2 separate regions of the Rattus norvegicus genome follow, and region 2 is linked to region 1. A link is a contact called in public Hi-C data. All regions are on one chromosome and are shown on one strand. Each heading gives the region's core, a stretch centred on a gene start, on an enhancer-like site or on the middle of the called end of the contact. The rest is flanking DNA. Distances are from core to core; before and after follow the strand shown.

What was found. A called contact is a pair of places that touch in the nucleus more often than the background predicts.
Region 2: a Hi-C map of Schwann cells shows a contact between it and region 1, with 8 times the contacts expected there. The contact joins two enhancer-like sites. A contact is called at or near these places in 2 of 12 Hi-C or Micro-C datasets (the A7r5 cell line and Schwann cells).

What each region holds. Positions count from the first base shown.
Region 1 is chr4:168,503,414-168,508,822 of GRCr8, reverse strand. No RefSeq gene overlaps it. Among named protein-coding and RNA genes, the nearest start is that of Etv6, 74 kb to the left of the region's middle. Within about 2 kb of position 3,207, at least 12 of the 93 cell types and tissues checked have an H3K27ac peak or open chromatin away from gene starts, as enhancers often do. A contact at or near this core is called in Schwann cells, where this site is marked.
Region 2 is chr4:168,927,527-168,933,387 of GRCr8, reverse strand. No RefSeq gene overlaps it. Among named protein-coding and RNA genes, the nearest start is that of Bcl2l14, 19 kb to the left of the region's middle. Within about 2 kb of position 3,472, at least 1 of the 93 cell types and tissues checked has an H3K27ac peak or open chromatin away from gene starts, as enhancers often do. A contact at or near this core is called in Schwann cells, where this site is marked.

The DNA.
Region 1 (5,409 bases), core at 1,958-4,457:
TAGCAGAGGCCTTGTCGGGGTGTCTAGAAAGAGCTGACCGCCTCTCCTCCTGACAAGTGAGACAGAGGCTTGTATGTCGCATTCTGTGTGCTGGTATAAGCAAGGCGTGAGGACTCTGATCATCTCAAACAAACAAACAAAAAAAAAGTCGTCAGTGCGATAAAAGGCCTCACTACAGACTGGCTCATTTTGTCTTTTCATTTTTTGTCACCTTAATTATTACTAAGCAAGGATGATAAGCAAACAAACAAATACATACGATTTTACTAGAGCATGTTCCAGGAGAACCAGTCAAATGAGCTAGTTCTTGTTTGCTTGAGAGAAGTCACTTTAGCTGGCCTGAAACCAGGCTTGCCTCTGCCTCTTGCATTCTGGGATTAAAGGTCACCACTCCTGGCTGAAATAAACTGGTTTTAAATTTCAGTCAGCTTAAACGATTACAGTTACTCAAAGATCAATTGTTTATTTCCAAATGCAAAATGTCTTCCTTCTGAATGCTGATTTCTTTGAAACTCTGTATTTCAACTGTTACTCTAGCTATGGTCCGTTTTCAGTTCTCTTCTCTTCTCTTCTCTTCTCTTCTCTTCTCTTCTCTTCTCTTCTCTTCTCTTCTCTTCTCTTCTCTTCTCTTCCCTTCCCTTCCCTTCCCTTCCCTTCCCTTCCCTCCCCTCCCCCCCCTCTCTGTGAGGACATGTGATAGGTGGGTGGTGGTCAGAGAACATCTTACATGATTTGGTGCACTCTTTTCACAATATATGTCCTGGGTATTAGATTCATGTGGTCAAGTTGACAAGCTCCTTAACCCACTGAGGCATATAGTCAATTGAGTTTACTGCACTTCTTGACACTTTCAGTCTATCCATGCATAGGATAGGATATTAACAATTCAATTCTCTAATTCTCTCTTTAAATTAGCATAGGTGTAGTTGTCAGTGTTGTCCGAATCTAATAAACTTCTGAAAGTCTCTAATATAAAAAAGCTTTAACTAATCTACACTGGAATCAGTTTGTAGGATATGCTCCTTCAGGGAATTATAAGTTCAAGGACAGACTGGGAAGTGGAAAACCTTGTCTCAAAGTAAAAGTATAAGTTTTTTGTTTGTTTGTTTGTGTTTTGTTTTCTAAGGATTGGAGATATAGGTCAGAGGTAGAGCACTTGCCCAGTGTCTAAGGCCCTAAATTCAGTTCTCAGTAGTACTACAAAACAAAACAAACAAATCAAGTTCAAAGCTAAATTAAGAGTTTATCTTACTCCCATCAGAATGGTAGTCATTTAAGAAAATTAATAACAACAAGTGCTGGCGAGGATGTTGAGAAGAGAAAGCCCTCACACCCTGCTGGTGGGAATGCATACTAGATCAACCTCTGCTGTTTTGGACTAAAGCCAACTTGATCATGGTGAATGATCTTCTTGAGGCCAGCTCCAATTTGGCTTGCAAGTATTTTATTAAAACAAAATCTATTTATGTTCATTAGGGAGGTTAGTCTATGATTTTCTTTTGTTGTATGTGTTTGGTTCTGGTATTATTAATCTCAGCTCTGTAAAGGATGCATCTAGACACTGCTGGTGAAATTGTAATTAGCCTTGTCACTGTGGAAGTCAGTACGGCAGTTTCTCAAAAAACTAAAATTAGACTTGGTATGACCCAGCTACACCACTCACTCCTGATATTCACCTGAAGAACTCCATGTCAATACATCACAGAATCACCTGCCCACAAATGCTTATTGAAGCACTGCTCACAGTAGCTGAGTTCCAGAACCAATCTAGGATGCATCAACAGAAGAATGGATAAAGAAATAGGATATATATTTATAAATAATTATGCATATAATTTATATAAGAAATATATATTTGCTTGTTAGTGCCTGCACAGATGTGTGCACATATGCGTGTGGGTGCCTTTAACCTAAGACCACATGAAAATATCGGGTCCCTGGAGCTGTAGTGGGTATTGGAAATGGAACCTAGAGTCTCTGGACGAGTGACAAATGTTCTTAACTTCTGAGCTATCTTTCTCGTCACTAAAGTGGAGTTTTTTTGTTTTTGTTTTGTTTTGTTTTTTTCAACCATGGAAAGGAATGAAGTTATGTTGTTTAGAACAAAATGGATGCAAGGAGAGATGACTACGCGGAGTAAATTAGATCAATTCCAGAAAAACAAATATCACATCTTCTCACTTGTACTTCCTAGATTTTGTATAGCCCCATGGATAAAACATCATTTATTTGGATGTGGTGGTGCATAACTTTAATCCCAACACTTGAGAGGCAGAGGGAGACAGATCTCTGTGAGTTCAAGGCCAGCCTGGTCTATATTGTGAGTTCCAGGACAGCCAGGGCTACAATGTGAGACACTGTTTAAAAATAAAAATCACATGTGTATGATATGTAAGTGAAACTGCACAGGGAGCAAGGGGCACTAACAAAGGGAAGAAGGGTTAGGAAAAGAGGATGGGAGGCATGGGGGTATGCTCACATACAATATATACTTGTATGAACACATAAATAATCTAGCATTTTCGACCAAAAACTAAATAAAATGGCCATTTACTGATAGGATACAAAAAGAACGTCATCGTTTCAAATGATGATGTATTTTAGCTTAGATGAGTTAGTTCTCCGTTCATTGATTCATTCAATCAATCAGCAAATATATCCACCATGTGTCAGGCCCTGCTCAAGAGGCTGGAAATACACAAACCAACTGGATGACCTTCCTTCCACTAGCATTCCTTACTGACTAAATGAAATCCCACCCACAACGGTGAGAGTGGCGTATGCCTTTGGTTCCGTTATCTCCTGCTGCCACCTACTGGCCATTTTCTTTGCCATGCTTTTCAGAGACCGAGAGTTTCTAAGGGGAAGTTGGAAGGAGTTCTATTTTTGCTTGCTGGACCACGAATTTTTTTTTTCTCTTTCGTTTTCACATGTGAATTTTAGATTACAGACTTGTTCTTATTTTAATTGTTCATGTTTCTGTATATAAGGCAGAATGGCCAGATCAGAGTTGCTAACGTTCGCATCTTAAACATTTAACGATTTTTAAATTAATTCCTGATAATCGCACATAATAACCACATTATCTTCATAGGGCACAGTGTAGTGTTTCGGTACATGTGTCCCTGTGTTCTCCTAAGTACAGCTCTCTTCATCTCCACCCAAGTCCCTGGGGCTCTAACCCAACTCTTCTAGCAGGAGCAGTTGTTTCACACTGAGTCACTGCCCTTTTGGCCAGGGCAGTCACTCCATTCCTCTCCCTCCCATAGCGTTTTCCTAATGAGCTTCTGTTTGAAGAAAGTTTTGACTTTCTTTGGCTTCTCTCCATTCTGGTGGGAGTTAGAATTTCTTGCCAGGACAGTGGAGGTTTGTGCCTGGATTGCCTAATGCAGACAGGAGAGAGTCAGAGTTCCTTTGCAGCAGGCACTCCCAACCAATTATGAACCCTCTCTTACTTCTGAAAGGCAACAGTGTCATGGAGGTGGGGAGGAGTTAAGACCCTCTCATGATCAATTGGGGTGCTTTAAAAGGCTGCATGGGAGCTGGGACACACGGAATTAGGCATTAGATGGTTCATTTGCTCTGCATCATCAAGTCTCCAAGTAGGTCAAATACACCCCAGGATGGTTTAGTCACAGGAGGAGATGGACCAGTCACCTGAAGTCCACTGCTGACTCAGTGCAGGCCTCATTTTCTCCCCCTTCAAGCCAAGAGCTCCCCAGTCATTGTCAATGTTTTATGTAGAAAAGAAAAACCAAATATATACTACTTGGTTGGATATAAACATACGCTGGTATATATAACTTTGGAGAGAACTGTCTCCCACTGAGCACTGTCACATCAAAAGTCGTTTTGGATTTAAGGAGACAAAACTAATTGATGGGAGAGTAAACACCCTTCTAGAGATATTTCCAATCTCTTGTTGGGCGAGCGCAAGCACTAAAGTGGTTGAAGCGGGTGGATTGCAAGTTTGAGGCCAGCCTGGGTTATACAGCAGGACCATCTCTTAGGAAACTGCAGCTCAAAAGGCAACTTAAAAGACTTATTCTGTTTGAAAATATTACACATGTCTGTGTGTCTCTGTGGGTATGTACATGTTAGTGAAGACACTCATGAGGGCCAGAGGAGGCTGTCATATCTCCTGGAGATGGAGACTCAAGAACCTGACTTGAGTGCAGGAAATGGAATTCAGTTGTCTGCAGGAGCAGCGTGCAGTCTTAACTGCTAAGCACTGTTCCAGCTCCCAAACAAATGATTTTAGTAGAGATATTCCTATTCATTACAATCAAAGAAAAAATAGGTATGTATGTATGTATGTATGTATGTATGTATGTATGTGTATATGTGTATGTATGTATGCATGTGTGTATGTATCCATCTATTATGTCTATCTGTCCATCTGTCTATCCTTCTGTCCATCCATCCATCCATCCATCCACCCACCCACCCATCTATCCTATCTATTTGTCTGTCTGTCTGTCTGTCTGTCTGTCTGTCTATCTACCTGTCCATCCATCCATCCATCCATCCATCCATCCATCCATCCATCCATCCATCCATCCATCCATCCATCCATCCATCCATCCATCCATCCATCCATCTATCCATCCATCCATCCATCTATCCTATCTATTTGTCTGTCTGTCTATCTGTCTACCTGTCTATCCATCCATCCACCCACCCACCCACCCACCCACCCACCCACCCACCGACCTATCTATCTATCTATCTATCTATCTATCTATCTATCTATCTATCTATCTATCTATCTATCTATCTATCGGGAGAGGTGGCTCCATGGTGGAGAGCACTTGTTGCTCTTGCAGTGGACCTGGGTTTGAGTCTCAGCACCTACACGCTGGCTCACAACTACTTGTAACTTCACTTGCAGAGTATGTGGTACCATCTTCCTTCCTCTGCAGGCATCGGACACACACACACACACACACACACACACACACACACACACACACACACACACACACAGATGAACACTTATGCACATAATATAATTATACATAAAATAATTGTCTAGTGTTCCCCGAAAACCTCATCCTCAGGAACTCCAGGCCTAGCCTTCTTGACTCTGAAAACTAAGGGCATATCCTTTGCTCAGTCTGTGCTCAACTGTGAGAAGGGCAGAAGGCACAGTATTAAGTCAGCAGCTGGGTTCCCTCTTTGACCCTCTGTTTCTTGGTTCTTTTTCTTCTTTCAGTTTGATCAACGAGTCCACCAACCCACTCAGCTCCCTTGTCACTCTGGTCATCTCTTGGACCCCAATTCTTCTTTCTAGTCTCGTTCTTGTTACTCTGTTGATGATGGTCCTCACAGCCGGGATCATATACTTGGAGTCCTCTGGGCTGTAACCCAGTCTGGCTAGCCATGCCCCTCTTCTTTATGGCATTCTCA
Region 2 (5,861 bases), core at 2,223-4,722, 420 kb before region 1:
TAAAACTCTCCGACAAAAAAGCAACTTATAGGATCAGGAGTTTATTTTGGCTTATAGTTTCAGGGGAGAGTCCAAGACATGAGAAGATGGGAGGAGCTGGCTGATCACATCTTTATCCACATACAGGAAGCAGAAGTCATGTGGTGGTTTGAATAGGTTTGACCCCCATGGACTTGTGTTTGAATTCTTGGCTCATGGGGAGGGGTAGTCTATAGGCACTTGTTGGGTAGGTGTAGCCTTATTGGAGACAGTGTGTCACTGTGGAAGTAAGTAGGCTTTGAGGTTTCTTTTTTTTTTTTTGGTTCTTTTTTTCGGAGCTGGGGACCGAACCCAGGGCCTTGCGCTTCCTAGGTAAGCGCTCTACCGCTGAGCTAAATCCCCAGCCCCAGGCTTTGAGGTTTCTTATGCTCAAACTCCACTTAGTGTGACACACAGTCCCCCGTCTGCTGCCTGTGAACTGAGATGTAGAATTCTCAATTCCTTCTCTAGCACCACGTCTGCCTGGACTCTGCCATGCTTCCTACCGTGATGATACTGGACTAAGTCTCTGAAACCAGCCCCAGTTAAATGTCCTTTACTAGAGTTGCTGTGGTTATTGTGTTTCTTCACAGCATTGGAACCCCTAACTAAGACAGATTATGAACAGGCACTGGGGTGAAGCAATAAGCCCTCAAAACCTGTGTCCAGCGACAGACTCTGCCATAAAGGCTGCACTTCTTTGAGATCCCACAACATTCCCAAACAGTGCAGCAAACAGGGGGCTGAGTGTTCAAATACATGAGCCTGTAGGGGACATTTCTCATCAGATTGCTATGGTGCCTTTTCTTTTCTTTCTTTTTTTGTGTGCGGAGAATGCTATCTTTTAAAGCAACTTTCAACTATATAACACGATATTAACTTGTCAACATACTGTAATATAGAGCTCCTGAACTCATTCACTTTACATAATTAAACTTTGTGCCTTTGGGCAACATCTCCTCATTGCTGTCTCCCCTCAGACCCTGAAAAGCACTTATCCACTCTGCTTCTGGGAGTTAAACCGTTTTAGACTCCACATTGAATAGCGATCTCACAGTAGTTACTTTTCTGGATCTGGCTGTGCCCTCCAGGTTTGTCCATGGAGTTGTAAATGGCAGGATTCCCCTCTTTAGGAGGTGGGATGCTATTCCAGTATTCATATCATTTCTCATTAGCAGACACTGATGAACATTTAGCCTTTCCCCAGGTCTTTAGAGCCTCACCTTTTGCCAGTGTTTGCTCTATATAAAGAGTATAGGGAAATCTCTCAGACTTTTCTGCCAACTCACTTTTGTTACTTCCCAGGAAATTCCACAACGGTTAACCATTATTGTTTCCTACCAATATGACTAATACTGCACCAAGTCTCATTAGCTGAATCATAATATCTTTATGAACAAGGCCCTTACATCTGTTCCTCCCGAGTGTCACCAGAAAGTTCCTGTGCTATACTGACCCCTTTTGTCAGGTGAAGACAGATTTCTCTGATTTCTCTGAACTACGACTAATTTCTGGGGAAGTCTACCTCTCTGTACTTAGTTTATTCACAACGAATTGAAACAAGGTCCCTTATGGGCCTCAAGCTGTAGAGAACTGTACCACAGGGTATCACTCCCAGCACTGGGACGTCAAGAAAGCTGGCTATATACGATTCCCTACAGTGTCTGGATCAAAGCTCTAAGTTCAGTGTGATCCGTTGGGGAACCTCACCCTGTTCTAGGTCTATGGGATTGACAATTGTTTGTACTCACTGGTTTCTGATAGCTAATTGGTGCAGTGAAAGACTGACACATTTCAAAGGCCAGTGTCCTGTGTCAGGTTGCATCTGCAAACGTTGGTCATGGCTCCAGAGACTTCTGAGGCTTTGGCTTCAAGACGATGAGTGCTCTACAAACATCCACAAAGGTTCTTGTGAGATTGTTTGGGGAGGGCCCTGGTCATGCTGTTGCCTCCAGGATCAGATGGACATGGATTCCCAGTCTGACTCTTCTGGTTTCCAGAAGGATCTATAAAGTCCTTGAATCTAATATGTAAGTATGTGCATAACAATGCCCATTTCAATGGATGGCTCTCAAAATTACAGGGAGTTGTGTAAGGTGTCATTATAACAGAGCTCCTTGCGAATGATAGTCATTTGTACCTTCTTCTGTTTCTTCCTCTTGTCTTTGCCTTCTTTGTGTATGTGTGAGGGCAGGGCATGGATGAACTCATGCCACACAATAGGTGAGGCTGAGTCTAAAAAATAATGACAACACTCAGGGCAAGTGAGAGAATTTCACCCTGAGACAGTAAAGTGGTGTGTGTGTGTGTGTGTGTGTGTGTGTGTGTGTGTGTGTGTGTGTGAGAGAGAGAGAGAGAGGGAGAGACAGAGACAGAGAGAGACAGAGACACAGAGACACAGAGAGAGACAGAGACACACAGAGAGAGACAGAGAGACAAAGAGAGACAGAGAGAAGAGAGAGACAGAGAGAGAGAGAGAAAGAGAGAAAGACAGAGACACAGAGAGACAGAGAGAGACAGAGAGAGAGATAGAGAGAGAAAGAGAGAGAGAGAGCGCTGTGTATATAAAGAGGGAAAGAAATCCACACATAGGGGGAGGGCTCTCTTCCCCATTTTGTGTAAGGATAGTACCAGGATTGGCTTTATTGGAGGAGATGGGGAGGGGATAGTGCTCAGGTTTCTTTGATTGATGTGTTTTCTTTTGGGGTGGCCTGGAAAGCATTAAGATAGTGCTGTGTGCTATGTTCCAAAGGTCTGGGATATGGAATTAGGGACAGAGGGAGAGGGCATGTGGAACCCACTCGGCGACTTTGCTTCGGATGGTCCTTGTTTCCTGTTCCACATTGAACATAGTCAGTCACCCAGCTGAGAGCAGGAGCCAGCCTGACGGGAGTCTGAACATGGCACTGGTGGGCCAAAGGGCTGTGGGGGCCAACCGTAATGCTGTAGCAAACCCAGAGGAAAGCTGAGACTCCAATTGTAGCCTTACTCAGGGACCATGCAGGGAACTGGACCATCAGGGGAACGACTTTTGTGCGCTTAAGTTGTCTCCTACCACATAATACAGGACTTATTTCCCGACCTCTCTGAGCCCTAGGCTCATAATATTCCTAAAATCTAACATCCACATATTTATCATATGTCATACATTGTATCATATCCAAGTTATTTTATGGAATTTTTATTATTTTAAAGACCAAATGTCTTTGTGTCACAGATGAGGAACACAGCTTCTAAGAGTGTGGCCCAGGAAGGAGTAGAATCCGGGGTTTCCGTCTCCCCGAGAAGGGAGTTGGGGCAGTTAGAAGGGTTGTGGGAGTGTCTCGGCCAGGTGAGCATGTTCTAGAAAGGAAGTGACAGCCGAGCTGGCATCAGGGCTCCCTCTGTATGTCAGTTGTTGGGTATGAGAGCCAGCTCAGAATGGAGTCTTTGATGAATTACTGCCTGGCTCTATTCCCAGAATGCCCGTCAAGGCGAAACTGCCCAAGGGAAGGGACCCTGGCTGATCCACAGACTGTTGGATACCCTCTTAACAAATGAGCAGGGAAGGGCAAGCGGGGAGCAAGGGAAGGGCTGTGCAAGTCAGAGGCGGGCGGCAGGATTCCATCCTTGCTCACCTTGTTACTAAAATTGGTTTCTGGAATCTGGTAACGGTAGAACTGAGGCTAGAGCCAGGCAAATACAGGCTTTTGGGGACCATCTGCTTGAGCATGGTGTGGGACTACGACCAAGGGCAGGGCAGGGCAGGGCAGGGCAGGGTGGCAGGGAGGCAGCAATTATCCAGTCTTTCATGCAAACAAGGGATTCAGATTCTCAAAGAGCACCAGGGCCCCATAGACAAGTGTCAGGTCCTCCATGCAAACGAGGGATTCAAGCTCAAACTCACTGAGAATCTGCTCCTCCTGACCCATGGATGTCCTAGCTTAGAGGTGGACAGCCCACAGATCAGCCCTGAAAGCTAAGACGGGTGGAGCAGGTGCTCAGGGGCCTTGCCCTCATTTACTTCCGGTGTGTGTGGCTGTTGTAGGTTTAGTTCTGGGACTGGATGTGGGCTCTGGATCCCCATTTGCCTTGCTTTACAGACAAGATCCCTGTCGGCTCCTTTCCCCGTATCTGCTAGATCTGTCTCGCTCTGAGGTGGTCTCCATGGGGTTCAGTCTGGGACAGCACTGCTACCTGCCAGGGGACAGGTTCGTCACCATCCTTAAACAGTACAAAGGCAAAACACTTCTTTTCACGACTGACTGGGGATGACTGATTCTTTTTTTCCCCCCATTTTTTACTGGTTGTTTTATTTCTTTACATTTCAAATATTATTCCCCTTCCAAGTTTCTCCTTCACCAACCCCCTATCCCCTCCCCCCTGCCTCTATGAGGGTGCTCCCCCACCTGCCCACCCATTCCTGCCTCACTGCCCTAGCATTCCCCTACCATGGTCATTGAGACCTTCCGTAAGGCTTTCTCTGGAAAGATGGACCAAGGCAGGGACTCCTCAGGAGGCAGGGGAGAAGGAGCTGGGTGGTTTCTACTCCACAGCTTACTTATTTATCTTGATTGCTCCCAAGTTTGAGGATTTTCCAATTTATTTTACGTGTGCATAGGAGTTTATGTACATACATGTGCATATGTGTATGTAGGCTGGTGTGTGCAAGCCAAGGTTGGTAAATATCTTTCTCAATTGCTTTTCTACTGAATGATCATATACCTTGTGTTCATAGAAACCATTTTATATATAAACTGCACAGGGAAAAATGGACGTGCCTAACCAGCTACAAGGAGGAAAGGACAGTGCAGTTATACTGTGTGGTCACAGAGCACTTGGGGAGGTACACAGTCGGTGCCCTGGAACTTCGCTTCACACTGTTCCAACGGCAGATTGGCCCTCTCTTCGAAGCACAAGGAGCCTCTACTGCTGACCGGTCCCTGCGTGTAAAATCGGGAAGAAGAGTTTTCGAGACACCTCACCTCTCCCATCCAACCTGGAGCTCACCAATCCCGAGAGGCTGGATGGCTACTGAGCTCTAGTGTCCCCATCTCCACCTCCTCGGCGCTGGTGTTCCAGGTCAACACAGTCAAACACAGCTTTTTATGTGGGTGCTGGGAGTCCAATCTCAGATCCTCACGCTTGTGCACAGAGCTCTTTCTCTTCTAAGACTTCCCCGCAGGTCCCACCTCTGCAGCTTCTAGAGCTCGAGCCTACTCTAATATTTCTGTGTGTGTTCTTAGAGCCCTTCCTTTAGTGGGCCTTCTCCTCGCTTCCGTCTTCTAGCCTCCCCCAGTTGGACTGCGCAGCCTTACCAGGGAGCACGGTTCGCTCTGGTACCTGGGTGTCCTGCTCTGAGCTCTACTGTGTCTGGGGTGCAAAGCACTCAGGGCTGCAGTGTATTAGAACTGGGTCATTTGGAACTACATGTGAGTTACAGTTTTTGTGAACCAATAGTGTGCAACTGGCAGTCTGAAGTCAGCTGAGGTTGGAGTTTTCACAGTAGAGTCTTTAGATTAAGGACCTTGGGTTAGAGATGGATTCTCAATAAACTTCACCAGCCCATTGCCAGCTAAGGAGATGCAGGACCCAGACCAGTCCTTGCAGTGGCTTCTTTTTATACTTTCAAAGGCTCCTAGTATTTCCAACACTATCCAGGAACCCACTGCCCTAGTTTAAAGCAACTTCTTCTGTGGGTCTTGGCTACTCAGGGAAAACGGTGTGGCAGTGCAGCGCTCAAAAGAGTCATTCTCGGTAGTCTCTTTAAAGAAAATTATTTTTGTTGGGCGTGGTAGCACACACCTTTAATCCTACCACTCAGGAGGCAGAGGCAGGTGGATCTCTGTGAGTTGGAGGCCAGC